Linked DNA regions of Rattus norvegicus: region 1 is linked to region 2. A link is a contact called in public Hi-C data. All regions are on one chromosome and are shown on one strand. The core of a region is the stretch at or near the end of the contact, and the rest is flanking DNA. Distances in the headings are between cores, read along the strand shown.

What was found. Hi-C and Micro-C count contacts between places; a contact is called where the count stands out from the background.
Region 1: a Hi-C map of liver shows a contact between it and region 2, with 2.5 times the contacts expected there. The contact joins the promoter of Ice1 here to the enhancer-like site in region 2. A contact is called at or near these places in 2 of 12 Hi-C or Micro-C datasets (frontal cortex and liver).

Annotation. Positions count from the first base shown.
Region 1 is chr1:34,466,960-34,473,092 of GRCr8, reverse strand. Ice1 (interactor of little elongation complex ELL subunit 1) reads right to left here and starts at 4,254. Exons shown (of 19, transcript NM_001427643.1): 1 at 3,953-4,254. The coding sequence starts at 4,033.
Region 2 is chr1:34,148,744-34,154,576 of GRCr8, reverse strand. No RefSeq gene overlaps it. Among named protein-coding and RNA genes, the nearest start is that of Adamts16, 110 kb to the left of the region's middle. Within about 2 kb of position 2,541, at least 1 of the 93 cell types and tissues checked has an H3K27ac peak or open chromatin away from gene starts, as enhancers often do.

The DNA.
Region 1 (6,133 bases), core at 3,005-5,504, 320 kb before region 2:
GATCACACACTTGAGGCATATGTTAAAGGGTCATAGCATTAGGAAGGTCGAGAACCACTATACTAGAGAGAAAACATACCCTTCCAAGTTACCTGTTTGAGCTCCTTCTGAACCACTCCCAAGGCCTGTGTGCATGTCAGTATCCTAGTATTACCAGTTAGACACTGCAGTGTTCCTAACTGAACAATTTTTTTTTTCTTGTCTTCCGAGCCAGGTTTATTTATGTTGTTTGGAACTGAACTTCCTGAATAGTGAGATCAGCAAATATGGGAGGTGGAGGGCCCTCTTGGTCCAGCTGACCCCCATTCCTGTGTGCAGGTAGGGGTCAACTGTCAACAGTTCTAGGAAAGGAAGGGGTCCTCTTGGTTAGGGTAGGGTTAGTGATCTCTGCAGGTATCTAACAACTACTCTCTCAGGCTTCATGTTTTAGCTCCTGGAGCTCCTTTACAAGTTGAGGATCCTTTAAATGAAGTACTTCTGACCAGTTTCCTGTTCTGGGGACTCTCGGCAGCTATTACATGCTGACCAACTCTAATGCAAAGTGCAGAGTCTCAAATGTTCCCCCAAAAGGAAAGTGACTTCCAACATCCAATCCCTTGGCTTAAATCTAAAACCGTGTAACTCAATGCTTGCCTAATTTACATAGCACCAACAGACTCACCCCCACTGGTTTTTGTGACTAGTGAGATTCTAGAACTTGTGGCTGCTGGGCTGCAGATCAGTAACAAATGACTACAACCCGAAGGTGAAGAGTGCTCTGTGAAACTAACAAAAGATACTTAAGATGCTGGCAAGCACAGCTGCCTTTAGATACATTTCTGACACAGCAGATAAAAAGGCAACGGTATCTTCCACATTAAAGAAAACAAGGGCCAGACCGACAGCAAGGTGTTCCGCAAGCAAAGACTATTCAGTTCAGAACTAGCTACCCTAAGACTCCAAGTCAGAATGAAGGTCCAGCACCAGGGCAGGGGCAACTGTGGGAAAGACTATTTGGAGAGCTGCAGGAATGAGAAGTATCAGTGGCTTCTTCTGATATTTCTCTCCTGAAAAGTTCAAGCTACAAACACTACTTGCTGTAGTGATGTCCAGCCATCTTTCTCCTCCTGACAGGCCAGCAACCCAATTCCTGTAGAAGTCTCCTTATCTTTTCCTACCCCTCCCCATTCCATGCTTTCTTCAAGGGACCAGACCCAGCTGCCAGATTCCCCTCAGAAGCTAGGAATTGTCAGAGCTCAAATAACTCAATATACTACCTAACCCCTCCCCCAGAAAAAGATTATTATGAACTCCAAGCCATAGAAACCTAAAACTGGCTTCCGTTACCTTGGAAGTATATTAGAACATTTCAAATACACTCCACAAACTTCTGAAAAATAGCTAAAATTCCCCAGTCTAATGTTTTAAAGTTTTAGCCCCAGATTTCCAACAACCTTTCTACCTCAGCTTCCTTTCCTTCTTCACCATACTTCATGTGGTTATTCAAAGGCTGAAATCTTGGTACCCTCCACACCCCAAACATGAGAACCATTCTAACACTTCACCCTACTCTGTTTCTCACTCTCAGGGCTTTTCCTACTGTCATTCTGTTCCCTAGAGCTTCTGATGAACTCCTCACTGTAATGCTTACTGGGTCACATTAGTGAGCTAATTTACCTTTAGTCAAACACCGCTCCCATTCGTCAGTTCATCTTGTGCCTTCCACCTGTGACTTTTGAGCTTTACTACACACTTAGCTTTGGTGATGACAAAAGCTTCCATCTCTCATCATACAGGAAATAAGCACAGAACCTCCTAGGATGTTCTATCATCTGCTAGGGACCCATCTTCCCAGGCTCGCTTTGCAAATGCTATCAGAACTCAATGCTATCTCTGAAACACTACTGCCTGAAAAGCCCTCTCAGAAGCTACCCTTCTCTTGGTGGGAGCACGGCCCTGGGACTCTTACTCTTGCTTTCACACCTCAGTGGCAAGTGTGAACAATGTTCCACAGTTACTTATGATCTTGCCTCTGACAGAACAAAGTTTACATACCAGGTGTATACAGAGCTAAAAGAACCTCTCCTCTACTCACTATTCACCAATGTGAGAGTATGGCTTGGAGGGAAGGGAAAAAAAAGATGCCCTTGGGAATCAAAAGCAGTAGCTTCTAGGCCATAGATTAGAATGCTTCCAACAGTGAAGGTGGTAAGAAATAGAGATGGCAGGGTCAAGAAACCCAGCAAACCAACCGGATCCAGGGTGTCAAAGAAGGGAGGCACTAAGATGGTCACCAGTTTCTGGCCTAAGCAACCTAAAGAACTCAATGGTACTGCTGATTCAACAGGACAGGGACTCGTGGTGGGCAGTGTGTGGATGAAGCTCTGCAGAGGGCTGAGAGGCATGGGTCACACAGCTGTTTGTACAAATATACCTGCAGTGACTCACCACCTCATCCGGGGAAGCTCAAGCTCATACAACCAGGGCTCTTCTGGCTATTTTGACATCTGCAAATACTAAAGTCTACCCTGCCTCACGGGCCTTCATCTTCTTCACAAGCACACCAGGAATTACTTCGGGCCTCAAGGCATCCACTAGGATGTCTGGCTCCAAAGAAAATAATCAAAAGAACTCATACTCCTACAACCTTGCTCAAATATGATTTTTCCGAAGACCACAAAATCCCAGCCTCTTCAGGCCTGGTTCTTACCCACTCAAGCCCCTCCTATTTTTTGCCTGTTTGTTACCAATATGTTACTTCTAATATAACTTTCCTCTTCTCTTTACATATACATTTACATATAAACCAGTAGGATAACAAAAAAAAATTTGAGTGAATAGGCTCAAAACACAAATATGGTCCATTAAAGATGCATGCCATTCAGAACCTTGGAAAGGAAGGGGAGGGTTATAAGATGTCTACACGATGTAGCCTCGCTACAACATGGCTTGGTTCTCCATCTTCTCCATACAAGAGTGCCATATTTCCCATTTCCTATTCCCCAAACGACTAGAATATATGAATCGTCGCAGAGACATTGCACTTTACAATAAAAATCAGGTTTCCACAGATAACTACCTGGTCTGCATCCCTTATCTCACCAACCACAAGGCTTCCTTCCACAGGCTTTGCTCATCCAACACCAAGAAACCGTCCCACCTGTTAAAAACCGATATCCGGAGCTGCTTTTCAACATTCCAACTCCCACTGCCTCAACACCTCACCCAGGACCCTCTTACATTTTCCATCTAAAAGCCTGTCGAGTAGTACTTGTGCACGTTCGTTCATCTTATCCGTGTCCAGTTGGCTTACCAGAAAGTGAACAGTACTTAGAACACCAGGCAGAAAGGGGACGAACTGAACAGGGGCAAGGGCGAGTTCCCTTATGCCACTGACAATAATTGAACGGGACTTTAAGACAGAAAGCTGTGAGAGTCTCCAGAACTGAGCACTGGGGACTACTTCCATTGCATCAGTAAAGCCCAGAACCTATCTGCAATGATTCATTGTTAAGAACAGGGCATGCCACTGTAACAAACTAACCAGACCTACATATCTTCATTGGGACATTTTAATCAGACAACTAACATACTACTTAACAAAAGCTACGCTTGATGGTATATTAATAGATACGTGTAAGCTGAAATGTATCTTCCGAATCTTGAAGTCTAGCAAACCGGGAACGCAACATAAAACCCTTGCCTTCAAGCAACAAATAATTAGGAGTGCGAGGAGGCCTTCATCCCAGAGAGGATGATTCCCTCCGCACTTAGACAGCGTCACCCACCAACCCAATTCGGCCCTGCAAACCCCTGAGTCCCGCAGGCGAGAAGGAGCCCAGAAGAGCACGCTCACTGTCCCCCGCCAGCATCGCAGCAGCTGAACCAATTCTGGGTCTGAGATTAAACAAAGCACCCGCACCCGCACCCGCCCCCAAAACAACGCAAACCGGTCGGCCATGGATCCTCGCACCTGCTGCAGGGAGGCGCAGCCTTGACACCGCGCGAGGTCGGCTGGCCCGGGCGCCGCCGGGTGCGTTTCGCCGGGCATCATGGTGCTGCGGCCCGGCCTGCAGGGCGCGCGCTCAGGGGCCCGCTGCCTCGGCCCTGCTCCGCCGCCCGGGCCACCGCCAGCCTGGCCGCTTCCCGCCGGGCGCGGGCAGGTCCATGCGTGCACTGAGGTCCCCGTCGAGCCGGCCTAAGGCTCGGACCAGCGAAGCAGCTCAGAGCACTGAGGAGCGGCGCAGCCCGGAGGGCCTAAAGCGACGACAGCACACGAGGTCCCCGCCCCACCCGGCCCCGCCCCCATCAGGGCTGTCCGCAGCCCCGCCTGATTAAAAAGCCAACACGCAGCGGGACCGCACAAAGAGCAAATCCCTAGGACACACCCTGGAAGAGCTGAACAAGAGCCAGGTCCTGCCCTCACTAACTGTCTGTGCGCCCCTGTCAGCTGCCTCATTACAGGCCCTGTGTAGACATCTAAATCCCTTTAGCCTCCAAGGGGCGGGGTTTTGTGACGTCATTGTCATGCCTACTGCCAAGGGAGGACCCGAGCCTGGGTCTGCAGAGTGCAAGTTGCAGAGCTGAACTGTTCTCCCAGTAGTCAAGTAGGGAGCGGAAGAAAAACTACAATTCCCGGAATGCCTCGCGGCATCGGGGGCGAACACCCTCCTAGGCCATCCTCCAGGGCTCCGTGCTCTACAGCTAATGTGTGGGGTGTGTCTGCACATAGCACACGGAATAACTTCTTCGAGCGGTTTCCCAACCACGGTCACATTTCTGCTGGAGAGGTGAAAAGGCAAGATCCACATTCAGCCTTAACAGCAACTAGAAATCAGGGCTTGATCTCTGGTGGACCTCCTAACATTGTATCCACTACTCTCAGAAATGTTCTTTGTTGCCATCAGTATCTGTCTACTAGGAAGTTTCTGGCGGTTCCTGGTCTTCTGTTACAAAGTCCCAATCTCTGAAATTTCAACAATACTGTTGCATTTATTAAGAGGGCATCCAGACCTGTCGGTCCTGTGGCGATGATGTCTCGTGATGGAAAGTACACCTCAGACGCCTCGCACACTGTTCCTTTCTTCAAGCTATCTTCTTTGAGGTTGAAAAGACCAAACAGATACTCCAAAACAGCTGAACGTCTTGTCATTGTTGTTCACACCCAAGCAAGACAGGCCCATAACCTGACACACAGTCTGTGTAGACGGCCCAGGTTTCCTCAGAGGCTGGCAACAGAATGTGTAAGACTACAAGCAGAACATTGGGTTGGGGTTGAGGGTCAGAGCCAATCCCTGGTAACTAAAAAGTTAGGCCTGGCTGCCTAACCTCAACAGGCCAACTAAAGGACACAATTTATAGTTAAAAACAGAAAAACATATATCCAAAGTGATCACATTAGAAAGAAAAAGATCCAGTAACTACCTCCACCCTCAGCTGTGACTTCAAGTCCATCTTGAGAGTCATGACACAGGTTTAGGTTTAAGTGAAGAGCAGGAGGCATGTATAAGTAATCATGGTGTCTGTGGCCCTTCCTATCATAAATCCATCATTGTGTTGGCTCTAGTTTCTGTTGAAAGGCAAACTTTGACAAGCTGCCAAAACTTTGAGGAAAGTCTTTGTCTAGATATAGGCTTCTGTTCTGGTTGGTCCTTGGTTTCAACCATTTCCTTCTTCCAACATGGAATTCCTGTGGATACAAGGATCAGTGGTCTCACAGTGGGGTTGGGGCCCAGGACACTAGACTATCTCTCTTTCTTTATCTAGAATCAATCTCTCTCTCTCTCTCTCTCTCTCTCTCTCTCTCTCTTTCTCTCTCTTTCTTTCTGGGACAGTTAGAGAAGGGGAAGTGAGTAGATGCAGGAGAGAACAGTGTGCCTTGTGAAGCAAACCATGTCATCCATTAGGGACCAGGGAAATTGATGTTGACCCTGACAACTGTCCAGTTCTTACTTCTGACCCATACAGATTTATCTTCACAGTAATTTTATTTCCCATCAGGGTGGGTTTATTTTTATGTATTTATTTTTAATGCAAATTGCCTTAGCAGAGAAGAAACCTCCACCCTCTCACTCTAGTATATTCTGGCAAAACTGCAACACTGCATTGCAGGGGCCTGCAAAGCTGTGTTCTGCCGCAGCACACTTCCGGCACT
Region 2 (5,833 bases), core at 1,292-3,791:
ATATATAAATACAACTTGATGAGTGCATTTACTGTTGTTTAGAACTGACCCCTTTGGATTATATCACTTATCAAGGGGCTCATCTTTGGGGAAAATGAATTCACTCTTTCTCAGCAGCCACCAATTGGTTGTAGCTCTTCATCTAGGGGTGGGCTTCTGATAGTTCCTTCACCCATGTCAGCATGTCACTGGTATTGTCATTGTGTAGGTGTTGTTTAGGTGGCCATATTGTTGACATTTCATGAGTACACAGTATCCATGCTAGTCTTCACACGTGACTCTGCAGGAGCCTATGCATGACAAATGCCTGTTTGGTCTCTTCAGTAGAGCCAGTTGGAACTTTCCTTCTCATACCAGGCAGCACTGTGGTCTGTTTCCTGCAGCATGTTGAGTGGCCCCTAGGTGTCAGCATTGCACCAACAGGCCAGGTGATCAAGATGCCAGGGGTCTTTAGACTTTGCAGAATGTGTGGCCAATAGGGCAGTCTCTCCAGAGGGACAATCCTAGGCTCCAGGGGCAGAGATAAAAACCATATCACAATGCAAGTCTTCATCTGGGAAGAATTCCTCCTGAGGAGGCAGGCTCTGTAGTGGGAACTGGGGAAGGGAGCTGAGTAGAGATAGGGGATTCAAGGGGGGCATTCAAAAAATCAGAAGTTTAATGTGGAGGAAGCTGAAGAGGAGGAGGGCAATAGAAGGAGGAGGAGGAGGGGGAGGAAAAGTTCAAATAGAGATTGACACTGAGGTTTAGAGAGGAGAGCAGAGAAGGGCGTCATCAGAGGCTTTGACAGTATGAGCTGAACCTGCTTCAGAAGGTCATACAAAACCAACCAGCACCTAGTGTAACTCATACTTGATTGACAAGAAGATAGTATAGCACTGTGACCTGAACATGAGACTGAGCCTGACAGTGTCTGGCTTTATACAAGGTGAATCCCCAACTTCAAAGGGAGCTGTTGTAGAGAACCTTTACCAGTTCCATCAGTGTTTGTGTGTGTGTGTGTGTGTGTGTGTGTGTGGTGTGAGAGAGAGAGAGACAGAGAGACAGACAGAGAGACAGAGACAGACAGAGACAGAGGGACAGAGACAAACAGACAGAGACAGAGACAGAGAGACAGAGACAGACAGAGACAGAGAGAGACAGAGACAAAGAGAGACAGACAGAGAGAGACAGAGACAGAGAGACAGACAGAGACAAAGAGAGACAGAGAGAGAGACTCCCAAATATATAGCCACACTGGCCTTGGAACTGTTAAGATTATCAGCCCAATATTGAAACGTAAGTGCATGATGTCATAGCTTTTAGGGACATTACAAGTCACACACTGAATTTTTAAGAGAAGTGTAGGAGAACGTGATATCACCATGGTGCGCCAACTCAATAAGCCATCGGGGCAGTTACTTCTTTAGTGACAGAGTTTAAAGAGTAAATACTACAGTTATAGATCTGGCAAGGCTCCTACTGGGCCAGCCCTGCATCAGTTCGGCTGCATTGTCTCCAACTCGTGGCACTTGGCAGGGCCACTGTACCCATAAAACAGAGTCTATAAATAATTACTAAATTAAGTTCATACTACATATGGAAATCAATTACTGTTCAAATGCCCAGAGCAGCCATTGATCCAAGCTGCAATTATGGTGCTCCACTCACTGTCTCCAGTCCTATATACAGCCATGGTTGGGCAGAAATTGGAGGGAAGGAATTGCAGGCAGCAGAGTGCTTACTAAGGGGTGTGGACAAGCAACTTTCTCTTGCTGATGTGGCTGGGGTACTGCTGGCTCCCCAAGTGCAGCATCTGTATCTGCTTTAGCTCTTAGGAAACCTGCCTGAGCTCCTAGGTGGGGAGAAGGCATAGCCAGTAGGAGCTTCTGGGGTGCTCTCTCTTTCTCTCTGCTATTTGTTCATTGATTGATTGAATATTGATTGGGTTTAGAGACAGAAAAGTAGAAGAATGAGTCTACTGTATCAGTTTCCTAAATATTTAAATAAAATTTCTTTGGGCCAAAAGCTTAGCCTTTTATTAGCTCAAAGGGTATTTCTATCATAAACACATTGGTTCTATCTTTTGATGGAATTTTAATTGTATTTTCTCCATAAGTACTTTATGTGCAAACCAGAAAATGTACTAGAAGCAATGACATAAAGTTCAAACACAGAGTTCACGGCAGCAGATTGCTCCTGATACTGACAGGTCCGGTTTCTGTCACGCAGGAACCTTGTTAATTTATACTGGGAAAACGTGTTGGCTTTGAGAATGGTCATTCTCTGTAGGCAACAAGGATTCTTCTTGATGCCGTCCTGTCACATATGATTGGAAAACAGAAGAAGACAAGTTCTACCTCAATAAATTTATAGATAAGAAATGATGCTCATGAAGAAGATTGTGATTATATAAATCCCACAGTGTGTGTCGTGGGACTAAAGGAAGACACTCTACACACTATGCTGGCAGTGAGCCTCTACTCGGGAGTGGGCAGCTTCTCTCCCTCTTCAGTGTGTTCACTGTCTATCCTGGGAAAGCCTGCGAGCAAACGACAACTTGCTCCTTTGCTCACAGATAAGATTTACAGGAAAATCATCGACACGAGACAGGGCCTCAGTCCCATTCTCCATGTGTTCCAGGACATGAGACTGACACTGGCCTACATGGGGCATTCGTTAATTACACTGAGGGCCTTGTGACAGGCAGGCAGTGCTGCCTTCAAGCAAGCAGACTGCTTCATTTAACAGGAAGTTACACAGTGGGAATGCACTCCAGAGTCCATCTGCAAGTCTACTGCCTGACATCTGGCTACTTCCTGCAGGTCCGTTTACAAGTTTGGGTGCAGGACTCAGAGAGCATGATGCAGGACACGAATGTTGCAGTATTTTTAGCCTCAGCTCGAGGCATCCCATCACCCCTGACTTCTCTCCCAGCCGCTGCTGGGCAAAGTTTGCAATATTGAAGCCCTCAAATACCAGGGCTCCAACCATTTGATTGAAACCGTTTTGCTTGACAGTAAGAAATGTCTAATTTAAAAAAGAGTTAAGGCGTGTGCTCTGAAGGGAGAGACGGCAGCATCAATGGCATCCTGATACTCCTGGGTGCAAGAGGAAAGAGGTGACATTTATATTACACCTCTTAAAGAGGGGTGAAGAACTCTTGAAGGGGGAACTGGGATGGGGGGTGACATTTGGAATGTAAATAAATAAAACAATAAAAAAGGAGATCTTGTCCCTGGGAGGCTGGGCTGGGGCTGAACCTGGGGGTTGGGGCTGCTGTTTCCTTAGTGACAGTCATGACATCATGCATGCCTTTGTCTTACAGAGCTCAGTATGAGAGTGGGATAGGGCAACCTGGATGCTTGCAGGGCCAGCAATGACATGTCTTCATGTCAAAGATGCCTTCTCTATGCTTTTGCATTGTCTCTAACTACTAGAACATTTTTCCTGGGAGGTGATTTAGATATTTTTTGATTTTTTTCATCTCCCCAAGTAGGATTTGGAGAGATTGTGTTCCACATCATGAGACAGCATCCAGAGGTACTTGGCAGGAAGGTCAGGTCAGCCACAAACCGCTATTGCTGTTGCACTTGGGATGCTCAGAAGCAAGTTCTGCATTCTGCCCTTCCATCAGCACAAGCCAGCAGGAGTTTGAACAACATAGGAGCAAGAAACCTCATCTGACGGCTCAATTAAGATCGACAAGAATCTTAATGCCAGTGAAAGCAACATGAGTTAAAGCAGAATTAGTTTACAAAGGAAGCCAGCAAAGCACTGTGCTATTTTTAAGTCCTTAAACACACATCCTTTGTCACTGAATGAATTGTGTTAGAGTCAAGATTTACATTATTGTGCAAGATTACATGCCATGCACATTATACATGACCCACACATGGGAGAATGCTGGAGGCTTTGTTGGTCCTGTTGTTTTAGGGACTTGTCTCCTCAGATGATGGGATGGTGTTGCCGTGCTGACAAACAGGTCTCTAATCACTGTGGGATTCATTAAGCTGGGGGCAGCTACACACAGGGTGCTAAAGGTCTGCCTGGTAGAACTTGGCAGTCTGAATTCTGGCCCATCCCTGCCTGATGCCAAAGGCAAGGGGACTCCCATGTTTGGAATGGCGTTCACTCAGGAACACTCAAGCCTTACTTTATAAATAGATGCCCTTTGTTTCCTCAGGAAGGAGGCAAAGGGTGATTAGGAAAGCCTTTGTCCATCTCTTCTAATTGAGCAAGGCTCCCTGCTTACTCACGACACGTTTGAGGCAAAGTCCTCCCTTGGTGAGGTAATGCCAGGAAGTCTCTTGAGGACCCACCACTAGCAGATGTCAAGGGCTTCCCAAGGTCATTCCAGGAAGCACCCGTGCCCGAAAGGGCCTTGGAATGAGTGGTGCAGCTCACGCACCCAGCTGCAGGAGGCAGGGATGAACCAGCTTTCTGAGAGTTATTTACAGGCTGTAAACGTTGAGACTTCTAGGAAATAGCTGGTAACAATTAAATAAGACTAAGTAAGATCATTCCATGACTCTCACAAACTCAAAGATCTGCACTCCAAAGTCCACAACCAAGAGAAGGGCTACAGGCTAACTAGTTATTTTTAGCTTAGATTCTATTTTAAACACCATCTGCTAGCCTGAGACATGAGTTCCTAGAAAATTCAAGCAGTTATGATGGAAAGTAAGGAGCCCATATGTCTGCTACTTAGACAAAATGCTAACATCACATTGTGGAATTCCCCTTATTCCTTATGACTGGGTAAATGCAACTGAAATTGGCCTTTAAGATATCACATTACCTTGCCCAGGGATGTGGGCACTAGTTCTCAAAGGGGCTCGTGGCAACATGCCTACCATGGTGTTCACACGTCTTTGCATGACAAGTAGAATAGTTTACTATATAGTGGTTCTATGGGGGGGGTCCTCCATACTGATCTCCACGATGCAAGTGCATGATTTCTTGATGACAGACATTCTAACAGGGCCAAGTCATATCTCAAAGTGACTTTGTGAGCTTGCTTTCCTCCTGGCATGGCAGGTGTTTCCATTCACACTGCCATTCTTTGCCTCAGAAGCAAATCTTTCTAAACTAACTCTGGAGAATCACTAGCCCCCAGACTTAGCCACAGACTAACAGCAGACTGTTAGACAGACTGGAACAGCAATTAGGAAACACATACCAGGCACTGCTACGTAATACTCCCGTCCACTAACTTCACGTCTGAGGACTATGTAATCTAGTTAAAAAACCTCAGTGTTTTAAGTAAGTGTGATTTTAAAGAGAAATGCAGCCTATAGCCTCGGCAATGCTTGGTCCCCAGTGGTAGTCCTACTTGGTGTGGCTTAGGTGGCCCAAACATTCTGGGAGAAGTATGCTACCAGGGCTGGGCTGGTGCCACAGGATATCATGATGTAGAAAGGCAATGTCAGACCTTGTCTGCGCTTCCGGATTGCTGGCTTAACATGGTCATGGCCTTGCAAATCCCACAACTGTGTGGATAAAGCTCAAAAATCAAGCTCAGTCTCTGCTTCCATCTCTTTCTCCACACACCCATGGAGATCCTGTTGGCTCTGCCTCTTTGGGGAGAATTCACTGAGGTCAGCAGTAAGATGAATTGAAACAAAAGTATGCACAGATACTTCTGTTGGGCCTCAGCAAACAATGACAGACAAGGGCTTTGAGGCAAGGTTGCACATCTCCAGCTGTGGCCCTGAGACATTGGCTGGACTGGGAAGTATTTCCTCTTAGTGCTGTAGCGCCAAGGTGCCCACTCTGCATTTTGTAACAAGGCCGGTACAAATGCCGTTTCCTGGGTACAGTGGTAGCATGCACCAGAGGCAGCGTGGGGTGG